Linked DNA regions of Mus musculus: region 1 is linked to region 2. Evidence: chromatin contacts called from public Hi-C data. All regions are on one chromosome and are shown on one strand. Each heading gives the region's core, a stretch centred on a gene start, on an enhancer-like site or on the middle of the called end of the contact. The rest is flanking DNA. Distances are from core to core; before and after follow the strand shown. Region 1 overlaps Slit3 (slit guidance ligand 3). Region 2 overlaps Slit3 (slit guidance ligand 3).

The links. A called contact is a pair of places that touch in the nucleus more often than the background predicts.
Region 1: a contact with region 2 is called in a Hi-C map of the N1E-115 cell line, with 4 times the contacts expected there. The contact joins two enhancer-like sites. A contact is called at or near these places in 7 of 39 promoter capture datasets (cranial neural crest, embryonic stem cells, hippocampal neurons and 2 more) and 1 of 484 Hi-C or Micro-C datasets (the N1E-115 cell line).

Annotation. Positions count from the first base shown.
Region 1 is chr11:35,623,052-35,628,816 of GRCm38.p6, reverse strand. It overlaps Slit3 (slit guidance ligand 3), which reads right to left. Exons shown (of 36, transcript NM_011412.3): 16 at 5,302-5,376. Among named protein-coding and RNA genes, the nearest start is that of Mir218-2, 9.1 kb to the right of the region's middle. Within about 2 kb of position 4,051, at least 27 of the 459 cell types and tissues checked have an H3K27ac peak or open chromatin away from gene starts, as enhancers often do. A contact at or near this core is called in the N1E-115 cell line, where this site is marked.
Region 2 is chr11:35,450,205-35,456,218 of GRCm38.p6, reverse strand. The region is part of intron 4 of Slit3 (slit guidance ligand 3); the gene reads right to left. Among named protein-coding and RNA genes, the nearest start is that of Gm39705, 91 kb to the left of the region's middle. Within about 2 kb of position 1,583, at least 8 of the 459 cell types and tissues checked have an H3K27ac peak or open chromatin away from gene starts, as enhancers often do. A contact at or near this core is called in the N1E-115 cell line, where this site is marked.

The DNA of each region.
Region 1 (5,765 bases), core at 2,802-5,301, 170 kb before region 2:
AGAAAACATTTTATTGATATCCCTTCCTCCTCTCGTAAGTGATTATTTCTCGGGAGATGTGAAGACTAGCTCCCTTGTATTACTAAGTTACAGAATTCGTGTGTGTGTGTGTGTGTGTGTGTGTGTGTGTGACCCAGGCCAAAGGTCAGCATCAGGTATCTTTCTCAGTCATTCTTTGCCTTATTTTCTGAGACATGGTTTCTCACTGAACCTGGAGCTGGCCTGATTGGAGCAGACTGACTGGCCAGTGAGCTCCAGGGGTCTTCCTCTCCCTTCATCCTCAGTCCTAGGTACAGGGATATGCTGCTGCCCTTAGCTATACATGGGTGCTGAGGAGCCAACTCAGGTCCTCACACCTGTGCAACACACACCCTGCCAACAGACTCATCTTCCCAACCCCGGGATCTTGGTTTTCTCATGGCATCTCTGTTCCCATCCGGCCCAATCCCGAGTCTGCCCCAGCTCTGAGATCAGGCCCTTCTCTCCAAAACCTGCCATCCACAGCACGGGAGAATGTACCAGGACAGTCACAGGCAGATGCTCTGACAGCCATATAAAATTCTAGTTCCTAGGCTCTTTCAGAACCAAGAGGTAGGGGTTCTCTGTGGACTATCCCGTGGTCCAGTCTGAAGGCACTCGTGGTTATCTGGATGGAACCAAGCCTGGTGGTGCTCATGGAAGCTGAGGGAGGAGGCCTACTTCTCAGCACAGCAGAGCCCTCTACTGTGAACAGGAAGCCCTGAGGATGTCACCAGAGCATGATGTCACCGGAGCCTGTGAGGTTTTCTGAACTGATGGGTTAGCAGATACTGGCCACATGCCCAGACCTCTTGGGGTGTGGATACTGCTTCATGCCAGTGCCTTGGATGGATATGGAGGCATACCAACCTTTCTACAGAGCACAGGGCTGAAGCCTCCAGAGAGACAAGGGACCCACATAATGAGACAATGGTGCCCAAGGGTTCAATGTAAGACACTTTCCCTTCCTTGTGGGTGGCCTGGGCACCCAGGGGACAACAAGGCCTACCCTTGTAGACAGCTGTGCTGGGGTGGGGGTAGACTCTTTTAAATCTTCTCTTTGTTTTGTTACTGCTTAACCCAGTACTCTCCTGATAACACCCCCAAAGTCCCTGTCCTAAGGCCTGTTAGCTGGGACGCCCCTGAACTGGGGCAAAGAGCCTGGTACTCAACAGGTTTCCTTATCGATTCTGGATGTCCTGGCCAAGGACAAGCCAGGAATGGGGGCGGGGAAGGGCTGGGTGCATGGGGGAGACAGCATATGAACCCTAAACAAGATATAGGGCTTGAGATCAAGGTTTTCCTAGCAGGTTAGGCTCCAGGGAGAGGGGCTGCTAGGGCGTGAGCACGCAGGGCTGGACAATGATGGTGAGTTAGAGCAGGAGGTGGGAAGGCTCCCGCTTACTAACAGCTGTTTCTACAACAGAGCAAAATTAACGTCCCATTACTGTAAGGTTCATGAATCACATCTCCTTAATCTGGGAGAATGAAGAACAGAAGGGGTGGGGGCAGTTGTAGTACTTTCTAGAAGGGCTGGCTGCTGTTCCCTCTCTAGCCACCAAAGCGGGGCTTACCACTGAAGTCCGTAGTGGAGGGATGGGAGACAGAGCAGAACTCGGAGCAAATATTCTAGACACAAAATGAGTGTGTCTGGATTTTCTAAGAGCTCTGGTGTAGCCTCAATGCTGTGTTTTCTTGAGACTCTTCTCTCCCTCAGGAAGCTTCAACATGTAGCTAGTGGGCTCTCTCCCTTTGCCCCTACAGACCTCTCTGGAGGAAGGTCCTTCCTTGTGCCTTTGGTTCTATTGGTCCAGCCTCAGAAACTCATACTGGGTCCAGGGGTGGTTCAGCGGGCTTGTGGGTACTGCCTCTGCAAGCTGATGGGTGCTCTGGCCTCACTCTTCCCAAAGGACATAGAGGCAAGCAAGGGGATCCATACAACTCCCTGCAGAACGCCCGAGTCCAGGCAGAGGAGGCAGGCTCTCCCAGGCACTGCTCCCTGTGGCTACAGGGCTGGCCAGCTACTCCTGCAGTGGGAACAGAGTCTGGTCCCAGGAGGACTATAGCAGAAAGCTAAGTAGACCTTTCTGGGAACAAGGACAACTGGCCATGACGGATATGCTCTGGCACAGTGCCAGGATGAGGAGGCCTTGTCCACTGACCATGAATGAACCTGTCCCTCCCTGAGGGACTACTACAAACTTATAGTCTCTAAGCGGGTGACTTAATGGCGATGAGAAGCAGGCCCCTTGGAAACAAAGGTGACCAGGACCTTGTGTCCATCTAAGGAGCAGCTGCTATTCTGTTAGACTCTATGGGGCCAGCCTGAGACGGTGGAGCTAGTTCTGCTCCGGGGAATTTGATAGTCCCCGAGGTACCAGAAAGCGAGATTTTATGGTTTCTGTGAAAGCTTCTGAATGTTGAAAGTGGTTGCCTAATTCTTATTAAAAACACAGGAACCAGCAACAAATCCAACCATGTACCCATGACTTCAGCTGGCTCATTTCCAGGCTATGGGTGACTCTCCTCAGCATCCTAACTGGCCTGAAGTCCACTGCAAGGAGAGCCACAGCTCTTTGAACACGGAGTCTCCTTTTTTTTCTTTTTGCCCTCTCCACCCAACTCCCATCTCTCTGCTCTAGGGATGGTACTCAGGGCCTAAAGCATTCGGGCAAGGATCCTACCTTGCATGGCTGTGATGCCCTTTGGAAAGCTGTGTGGGGTTGCCAGGGTATAAGGGCCAGAGGTGCAGAAAACACAGCAGGGTCCAATTATCTTCGTCCAAATCAGAAATAGTAGATTCAAGACCAGGCAGCCTTAGGGACCTGGCTCAAGTGTGAGGCAGACACACCACTGGCTTCAAACACTATACTGTCAGATATCCTGACACACTACCTCTATGTGGGAGTAGGGTAATGACTGGTTCAGGGCACAATGACACTTCACTTGGCAGTAGCTGCAGCTGGTGATCTGGGGCTGGATTTACCCTGAAGGGGTCTTATCCGGTTGGCTGGTACTGATAAGTACTGGCACTGAGCTCAGTCAGCAAGTCCACCCCTCCCCCCCCCCCCCCCGCCCCAGGAATGTTCAGCTAGTCTGGAGCAGTGGGGAATATCTGGCATCCCCGACCTTCACTCCTGTATGGCAAACACGGGGGCTAACCAAGCAGCATCTTTTCCTTCGGTTGAGATCTGGGCTTGCATTTGGCCATGCTCGGGTCTGTGGCAAGTGGCTGGGGACGGGGACTGGCTCTCTCCTGTCGTATATCTGTGTTCTTCTTTCCCTTCGTCTATAGCAATATTTCTCTGTGTTCACATCCCTGTCACAAGTGGGAACACAATCTGTGTGACTTTCCCCTAAACGGTGTGTGTTTTTGCAGAAACAAAGATTCCCGGGGTCCTGTTTTCTGGGTAAATAGGTCCTTGTGCAGTGTTGACTTGCTTCCATACCTTCTTCATGGCCACATTCACCTCCACATCTGTCTACAGGTGGAAACCAAGGGGCACCCGGGCCACAGCAATAGCCACATCCTCTATAGCCTTACATGTGCCTTGGTCTCAGCGGCTCCCTCAGAGAGCTCATCTCTTGCTCCAGGCACAGATTTACTTTACAGGGGCCTGTGGCTAAGTCAGTGGCTGTGGTTGGCAGGGACCCATGAGTCGTGCCACTGAGAGAGTAGCTGTCTAGGGCCTGGAAGGCATCTGTTCCCTTGTCTGCAGGGCTCTGACGGGTAGAAGTGTGATGAACGGGAGATAAGGAACGACAGGCGGTCCTCGTGATTCATGATTGTTATATTCTACATCGCCAAGAACACCGAATGAGCACACACTGAATTGCTGCTCTCGCTGCTCCTGGAGGAGCTCGATGAGGCTCACGTGAGCCCATGGTCATGGCGTTTCCATCAACCGATCGATAATAGGCTTGTTCTGTGAGTGCTTCTGTTCGGAAACACTGTATTTACTATACTATTGATTCATCAACATTGCATTCATGGCCAGCAGTGCTGGGCTCACGCCTGAACAATGGAGGGAGCTTCTCTCACTTTGTGCCCTCAGTGAGGCACAGTGCAGCTGGTTCAGGCTCCGAGTATCTAGACAGTGTGCCAGTACTGTGCTTGGGCCAAAGTTGGTGCCAAAAAGCACAAAGCTGCAAAGCACATGCCGCTGGATAAACCACAAAGTGGATACTGGCTTCCAGTGTGCGAGCTGAACCCACAAGGCAGAGAGCATCACCGTGTTTAGCCTCAGTTAAGGGACACAGGTTGGGGTGAACAGGTTTTCCACTACAGTAAGTGTGTAAATGATACAAACAGCATGAAAAAAATGTGATTTCAGAGTTTTGGTACAGAGACGAGTTAGCATATACAGATTGATAAGTAATGATGGGCCACATTTGCCTTGTTGAAGAAACAGACAGCTCTGTGAGGCTGGTAGATGTGGGATTTGGGTGTGGTGGGAAGGCAGGTTAAAAACAAGTGTGTCCGGGGAATTGGCTGGCTCTCTGTGCTGGCACCTCTGCAGGGACACTCAGGAGGGCGAGGTAGAAACAAGCCCAGTCACTGTGGTGACTCAAGTGGACCCAAGTCTGAGAGACAGTTTTGACATTTATTCACTATGTGGCTTTAGAGAGGTCACTGAACATCTCCTAGCCATCACTCCCTTGCTTGCCCTGCGTGGAACATGAAACTGGCACCAGATGGGTGAAGGAAGACTAAAGAAGTTGATATCCCTGAGGCAGGACGGTAGCCCTGGCCAACGACAAGGGCTATCACAGGGAACAATATCCTCTTGCTGGCTTTTTGACTTGGCCCAAACTCCAAGTAAGGAATAAAAATTATTGGGACAAGCAGCCATGCACTATAGAAACCACTAACAGTATGTGGGTCCTAAGCCCAGACTCCACTCAGACCAAATCTACTGGAAGCAGCTGGGGGTTCCTTTCTGACGTATCTCTCCCACGCAGACCTCACCCAAATATCACTGGGTCCCAGACATCCCGACTCAGTTACTCCAAGTCCCTCCTACAATCTCCTGAGATGCATGCTCAACATGGCTGAGGGTAGAGCAAGTAGAAGAGGCAAGGATAGGAGTCAAGGAGCCACGGGATATACAATCTCCCTGTACCTGACAACTCAGCGACAACCAAGCTTCATTTTCTTCTGTGCTGTGTCCCTGACTTCCAGACCAGGGCACAGCAGGGGACAGGAGGAGGTTCAGGGGCAGGAGTGACAGGTGAAGGGCCAGGAAAGCTGAGGCGGCCACTGCGGTCCCCAGCCTGACTCACATTTTCCGCAGGTTGGGCAGCTTCTTGAAGATCCCAGTGGCCTCCAGCACAGAGATGTCATTGTCGTTCAGTCGCCTGCGTGGGAAGGCAGAAGACGCTTAGCTGAGGTGAGGCACCCCCTGTGCTACTTGCCTGAGGGTCTTCCTCACACGGCCTTTATTGAGCTCTGCCCGAACTTCACAGTCAGTAAAGTTCAAGAGAACCTTGAAAAACTTCAGAATGAGGCAAGGGGCTCGGCAAAGAGAGGTGGATGGGGAAGGGCGAAGAGAGATGGGACAGTGGCTTCTTGCATGCTGTGCACAGACACATATTACTATTTAAACACACAAAGACCATGTATCTGCCTCCATTTTATGGGGTACCAATGGTAACTCAAACACCCCCGGGAGCTTTCCTCAGGGTCTCCTGAGCCTACGTTGCTCAGTTCTTTCCTGACTACTTATGTCAGCTCAAGGTTTCTGTAC
Region 2 (6,014 bases), core at 334-2,833:
ACTGCATTATATTTCACAATAGCCTTCCTGAGTCGCTGGCCATCAGGGTGGCACCAGACACAGGCCAACGGGCTGCTCTGGTCATGCCTCTTAAGCCTTCCTGAGTCACGGGGTAACCAGAGTCTAGAATTGGGGTGACTGGTAAACAGACACCATTAGCTAGACAATTTCTGACTCTTGTTAAAAGCCGCTTGCAGCTCTGTCTTGAGATGGGTAGATAGGTATAGAAAGCTATGACCTTCTAACCACAATACTACAGTGGGCATAAAGGGACAAAGCAGAGATGCACTGTCTATCCCGATCCCACTAACAGAGGAGGTTATGTGCTTAGCGTCTGAATTCATAACTGTTCCCCACAGGGAGTCTAAGGTCTCAGAGAGTAGATAAAAAAAATAGGAGACTGGTTATTAATTTACACCTTCTCATGGACCTGAATATCCATGCTCCTCACCCCAGGACACCTCAATGCACAGAGCTTGGGCATTCATCCTTAGAGAGTGGCAGTGACCCTACCCCCTTTTTAACCGAAGCACACATTCTAGGGAAGACACCAAAAGAGTTCCATGACATTTCCCTAGATGAAAACTGTTCCAAGCTTAGGAAGGGGATGGCAATATTTAGTAGGTAAGTGGGTTGCTCAAAACTGCTCATTGATAAAAATCCTTCCTGCAAATAAAGGGAATTCAAACAAAATCTGATTTCAACCAGTCTGATTAATTCAAATTGTCAACAATCAGAGATGAATACAGACTCTGTGATTAAAATACATGTGTTCACCGAGTTTGGGTGTGCTTCTGGAACCTTCTCAACCTCCCTAATGCTGTGCCCCTTTAACACAGTGCCTCATGGTGTGGTGACCCCTCCCCCAACCACCAAACTGTTTCCTTGCTATTTCATAACTGAAATTTTGCTACTGTTATGAATCGTAATGTAAATATCTGATATGCAGGATATCTGATAGGTGACCCCTGTGGGGATTGTGACCCACAGGTTTAGAACTGTTGTTCTAGAGCATCAGGCTGGGCAGCAAGGATCTCAGTAGTTACTCAGTTTTGGCTGACTCTCTGGCTAGGTCACCATGGATTAACCTCTCTGAGTCTCCATTTCATTATGGGCACAATCTTTACAATAATGTCTACTTATATCCCGGAGTACGGTTGCATGGGTCAAATGAAAAATGTGAAATGGCTCCGCAGAGCCAGGAAGCATTATGTAAATGGGAGGCATTAGAAGAGTGCCGGTCCTTTCTATATGTGCATTCATATACAGCCCATGAATAATTCATGAGGTTCATGTGTCTCATCCATTTTGATCAATAATTTCACCTCCATGTCCACACAGAACATTAGGGACAGGCATTTTGGATTACTGCTTTGACAATAACTGCAAAGGTATTGAGGAACACTCTGGAGAGAGGAAAACAAACAGGAAACAGCTGAGAGTCGCTTTAAGCCACAAACTCCATCTGAACAAAACTCAGCAAATCCCTAAGCAGTAATTCAATAAACAAAGCCATTCACTCTAGCCCACCCCCACCTCCCAAAGTCCTTGGTGGCCCAGCAGCGGCACACTTGAAGGTTCACTTTGTTATGCACAGTCCCCATTCGAGGACTAATCTTTTTATAATGAACTTAATCCAGTTAGAACTCCCTAGAATGGCCACATGTCAAAGTAATTGGATAACGGCCCGAGATTTTGTAATTATTGCTACTCCTCAAGCTGGGCTGGTTTGAATCTGCCCAGCCCCTCCCATCACTGACAACCCTTCCCAATGGGAGGAAAGGTGGGTGAGCTATCTTGTGGGGTAGGGGTTTTAGGGGCAGTGGAGGAGACTGAGAACGGAGGAGGTGGGAGTCAATCTGTCTCTCCTAATAGGCTGCTCCCGGCAGTCAAGAAGTGCACACTTCTGCACGCGTAGGTGTCCCCACACCATGGGGAAGAATGATTAGCCCAGTTGAGAAAATGGCTTTGAACAATCCTGCAGCTGCTCGGGCACTGCCTCCCTTCCCTTCCCGGCTCATTTTCCAATTTACCTTCCCCTGACTGAGGCTTGCTACAGCCGCCTCTGTCTTCACCAAGTCCCCGCAGCAAAGCACAGCTCTGGAAGAAGTATGAGCAGACCCACCGATGATGGGATTAAGGTGCCAAAAGCTCTCCCAGAAAACACACTGCTCAAAAGCACAAAAAGACTCAAGGTGGGGTGGGGTAGGTGAAGCTTCGGCTTCACTGGATGTGCGTTGATAGTCTATGGGAAAATCTGGACTCACCACCCACTGAGTTATTTTGTAATTAAAAAAAAAAATCAAGTAGGCCTTTCTCTTGAACTCTACACTTAGAAGGCAGTGTCTCCTTTAGGCACTGAGAGGGGACTGCCCTCTGCTTTCCCATCCACCCACAGGTGGCTGATAAAATACAGATGAGAGGGGGACCCCTGCCTGGAGGATGCTGGAGGGAAAGAGACACCTTGGTTGCTCTTTCCTAGCTTGGCCCATCTGCATCCTTGATGTGTAAGTGCTGAGCAGGTAATGCGACAAAGGGTAAGGCCAGCAATTTGTAGATGGAGAATGAGACTCTGGGAGCATTAGCTGATGCCACCCGGTCACACCACACTGATTCCCACCAGGGAGATGCCTTAATAACTAATGACGCAAAACCATCACCCGGAGAACAGAGTCAAAGGGATACCAAAGGCTTCTAGATGGGTGGCCATCAATGAGGCTGGAGAAATACAGGCACACTAGGCTGGCCTCAATTAGGTGTGACTTATCTTGTGCTAGCCCCCTGCCTGGAGTCCTAGGCACATGCCTTTCTTATCATAGGTTCTAAGTTTGTTCTTGGTTATTCCACACATATCAACATGGAGATAGCACAAAAAGGGCTCACTGCCTGCTTTTAGGCTAAGCTTGGGTGCTTCCTCCCTACACATGTACCTGTGACTTTGTGAGGAGGTAGTGGCGTTTCACAGAAACCCAGAACCAGGAAGAAAAGAAAGGGGACTTTGGGTCCACCAATCTCAGCCCCATCTCCCGATTTGCTCTAATCTCAGGTCTTGCGTTTATTTTCACAAGTGGATTAGAAGCAAGAGTTCTCTCCCCGGCTGTCAATTTGGCTGGCTGTCTGCTTTCGAAGGCCTTGTTGGGCCTCACCTGTTAAGCCTTGTTCTCACTGAATTCTTATAGCAAAGCAACAGGGCTGGGGTAAAACCATCTCTCCATGTTCCCTTTGCTTGTTTATAGCAAGTGTGGGATTGGGATCTGGCTCCTTGCTCTGAACACAATGAATACTGGCCTGCAAATTCCTCTTGCTGCCAGCTTGGAGCTCTTTGTCCAGGAGGGTGTATGAACCGCAAAGGAGGGCCTCAGCCCCTCCCAGTTATCCAGGCCTTAGCTTCTTTGTACTAGAGAGTCATACAGTCTGGTATTGCCATCAGGTTTGAACACAGGTCCAGGATTTTGAGTCCTGACCACGCCCCCCCCCCCAGGTGCCTGCAGACTAGGCTTGTCCTGCATTTTCCTGGGTGCCTTCTCTAGCCCCAAGGGTGGCAGCTTCTAAGGAGGGTTTTTCATAGTCCCAGAAGCGCTCCCGGGCGTTGCTCACACAGCACAACAGTGACATCCAGGGGAGAGGCTGGGTGATGGCAGGGACTGCAGCCCACAGATCTGGGGGCTGATTGGTTTATAAGCACATGGACCTTGAATCATTAGGGTGCAGGCATCTGGGGGCCTGTTAGCCAGCCCAGTGATTGGCTGAGGTCTTTCTACACTGGTCGCAATCCTTCAGTGTGCTTAGTTGAAGACTTGGGGGTGAGCATCTCCACCCGGTTAGCATCTTCACCCAGACCACACTGAACCCCAGCAGTACCCCCTGATCTCCTCATAAAATCTCCGTTCACAGAGCTTTTTTTTTTTTTTTTTAATCAGGTGGAGAAAAAAATTTCTGGAGCTGAAAAATGAGTGTTATCCTTCCCTTAAAAAAAATGGTTTCATTTATAAGCAAATGGCTAAAGCTTTCTTCATGTCACTAATAGTTTAAAACTTACACGCTCCATGCCATTCCATTGGGTTTGACCTACATTATGAAGAGTAAGGACACAGAACAGAGAAGCAAAGAACAAGGGGAATTATGCCCCGGAGCATGCACATGTGAAACATGCAAGTGTTTAAACATCTAAACAGAAACCAGGGACAGCATGAATGGAGAGGTTGCAAGAGCGGTGTAACATGAGAGGAAACAGACCCTGGCCTCCACTGCTGCCCCTTCTGCATGGGGAGGCTTTGAGCAAATGCTGCCCATTAGAGCCATGCTCTGCAGTGTCCTCTCCGCAGACTCTGGTCCTGGATGCTCCTTGGGTCCCTCTGGAGCTGCTGCTGACAGCCTGGGTGTCCGCCTTCCACTCCCACGGGCCCCTGCTCATTCCTCTCTTTGGCCAGCAGGTGGCAGCCTGGAGATGCTGCAGAAGGCTGGCCCAAAGAGGAAACAGGAAAGGAGAATCTGACAGGGGTGCTGGTGGTTTTAAGAGTCACCTCTGTCCTGACTGAGATTAGCTCAGGGGTTTAGAGTTTGAACCAGAACTGGTTTGGGACTGGATGTCAACCAGGAGGGCTGAGCAATAGAAAAGGAATTAAGAAGTAATCACTTTGGGGAAAGAGGCCAGAGGGAAAGTGCCCTGAAAACTGTTGTCCATCGCTTGGGTAAAGGAGCAAGTGGCCAAGTGATACACCCCGCCCCCACATACACACACACTCCTCTTCCTGACCAGATTCCTTTGTCACCTGCACATCATATTGCTCTGCACAGGTCCTGACACAGAGTTGGATAACACTATGGATGCCAATCACTATCTGACCTGTAGTTATGATGAAGGGAGGGCATTGGAGCCTTAAGGTGAGCTATAGAACTCTGGATGTAAAGAAGAGTCAGAAAAGAAAGATGCTCAACTGGGAGCAGGCAGATAGGATCCAGCTGCAGTTGAATGCAGAGCCAGAGCCTGTGGGCGCTACAGTTAAAAGCAAAGTGGTGGGAGTACTGTCCTCTGAACACCTCAGACATCATCTTGGCTCTGGGCATACTTTATGGTCTATCTGAAATATATTTAGGTATGTGTGTATGCATAGGGGGGATGTCTTCTCTCTCTGGATATTTTCAAGCAAAAGAAAGTCTGGGGGGAAAGGTTTGGAGAACTAATTTGTTGCAAGAGCCAGCAAGGCTAAGAATTAACCTTTTTCCCCTCCCCCTCTTAGTAGATTTTTCTCCTGCTGGCTCTAGGGAAACCACCTAACATGAGCCTAATACATACAACACACCTTGAAAAGACTGTTTTGTCCAGAACAGAGAAGGCCCGAGCTCTGTTATTTAAGGGAGCTGTGAGTTATTGTTGTTTCTTCTGTGGTGTCTCAAAGGAACCTGCAAATACCACAAGCTCTGCTCAAATGAGCTCAGGGTCCACTGTAGGGACCGAGGGGGAAGACCCAGTGCTTGGTTCTGCCTGGACACCTGATGGATCAATTTGGATTTATCTTTCTGGGCTGAGGAGGAAAGAGGCAGTCCATAGGCGTTTCCAGTCCTATGAACAGTGCAGACACCTCTCACTCCAAACTGTCTGGGTCAGAATTCTCTGGGGATCAAGCTAGCTTCTGTGCTTTGAAGACGCATTTTGGGAAAATCTCACCGTCAGAATCAGGGTTCCCTTCACTGAGAATGTTCCCAGGCTCCTATACAATCTCACTTGTAAATCTTCAGGAACCTGCCTGTGTCTGAGTAAGCGAAGGCTTTCTCTCAAATGTCCCCAGGAAGGCCAGGAAGTCATGAGGACCAGAGCGTGTCATGATAAATAGAAAGGGACAGGGACTTCACCAAAGTCTCCAAACTGTGCCACACTCAGATGGCTCCATGCACCCCAGTCCCAGGAGCAGATCAAAGAGATGACCCTGGCCCATGAAAGCGAATCCACCATCTGGAGAAAGATTACAATCACACCCCTTCAAAAGCATATTAGACACAAAATGGACTGAGAC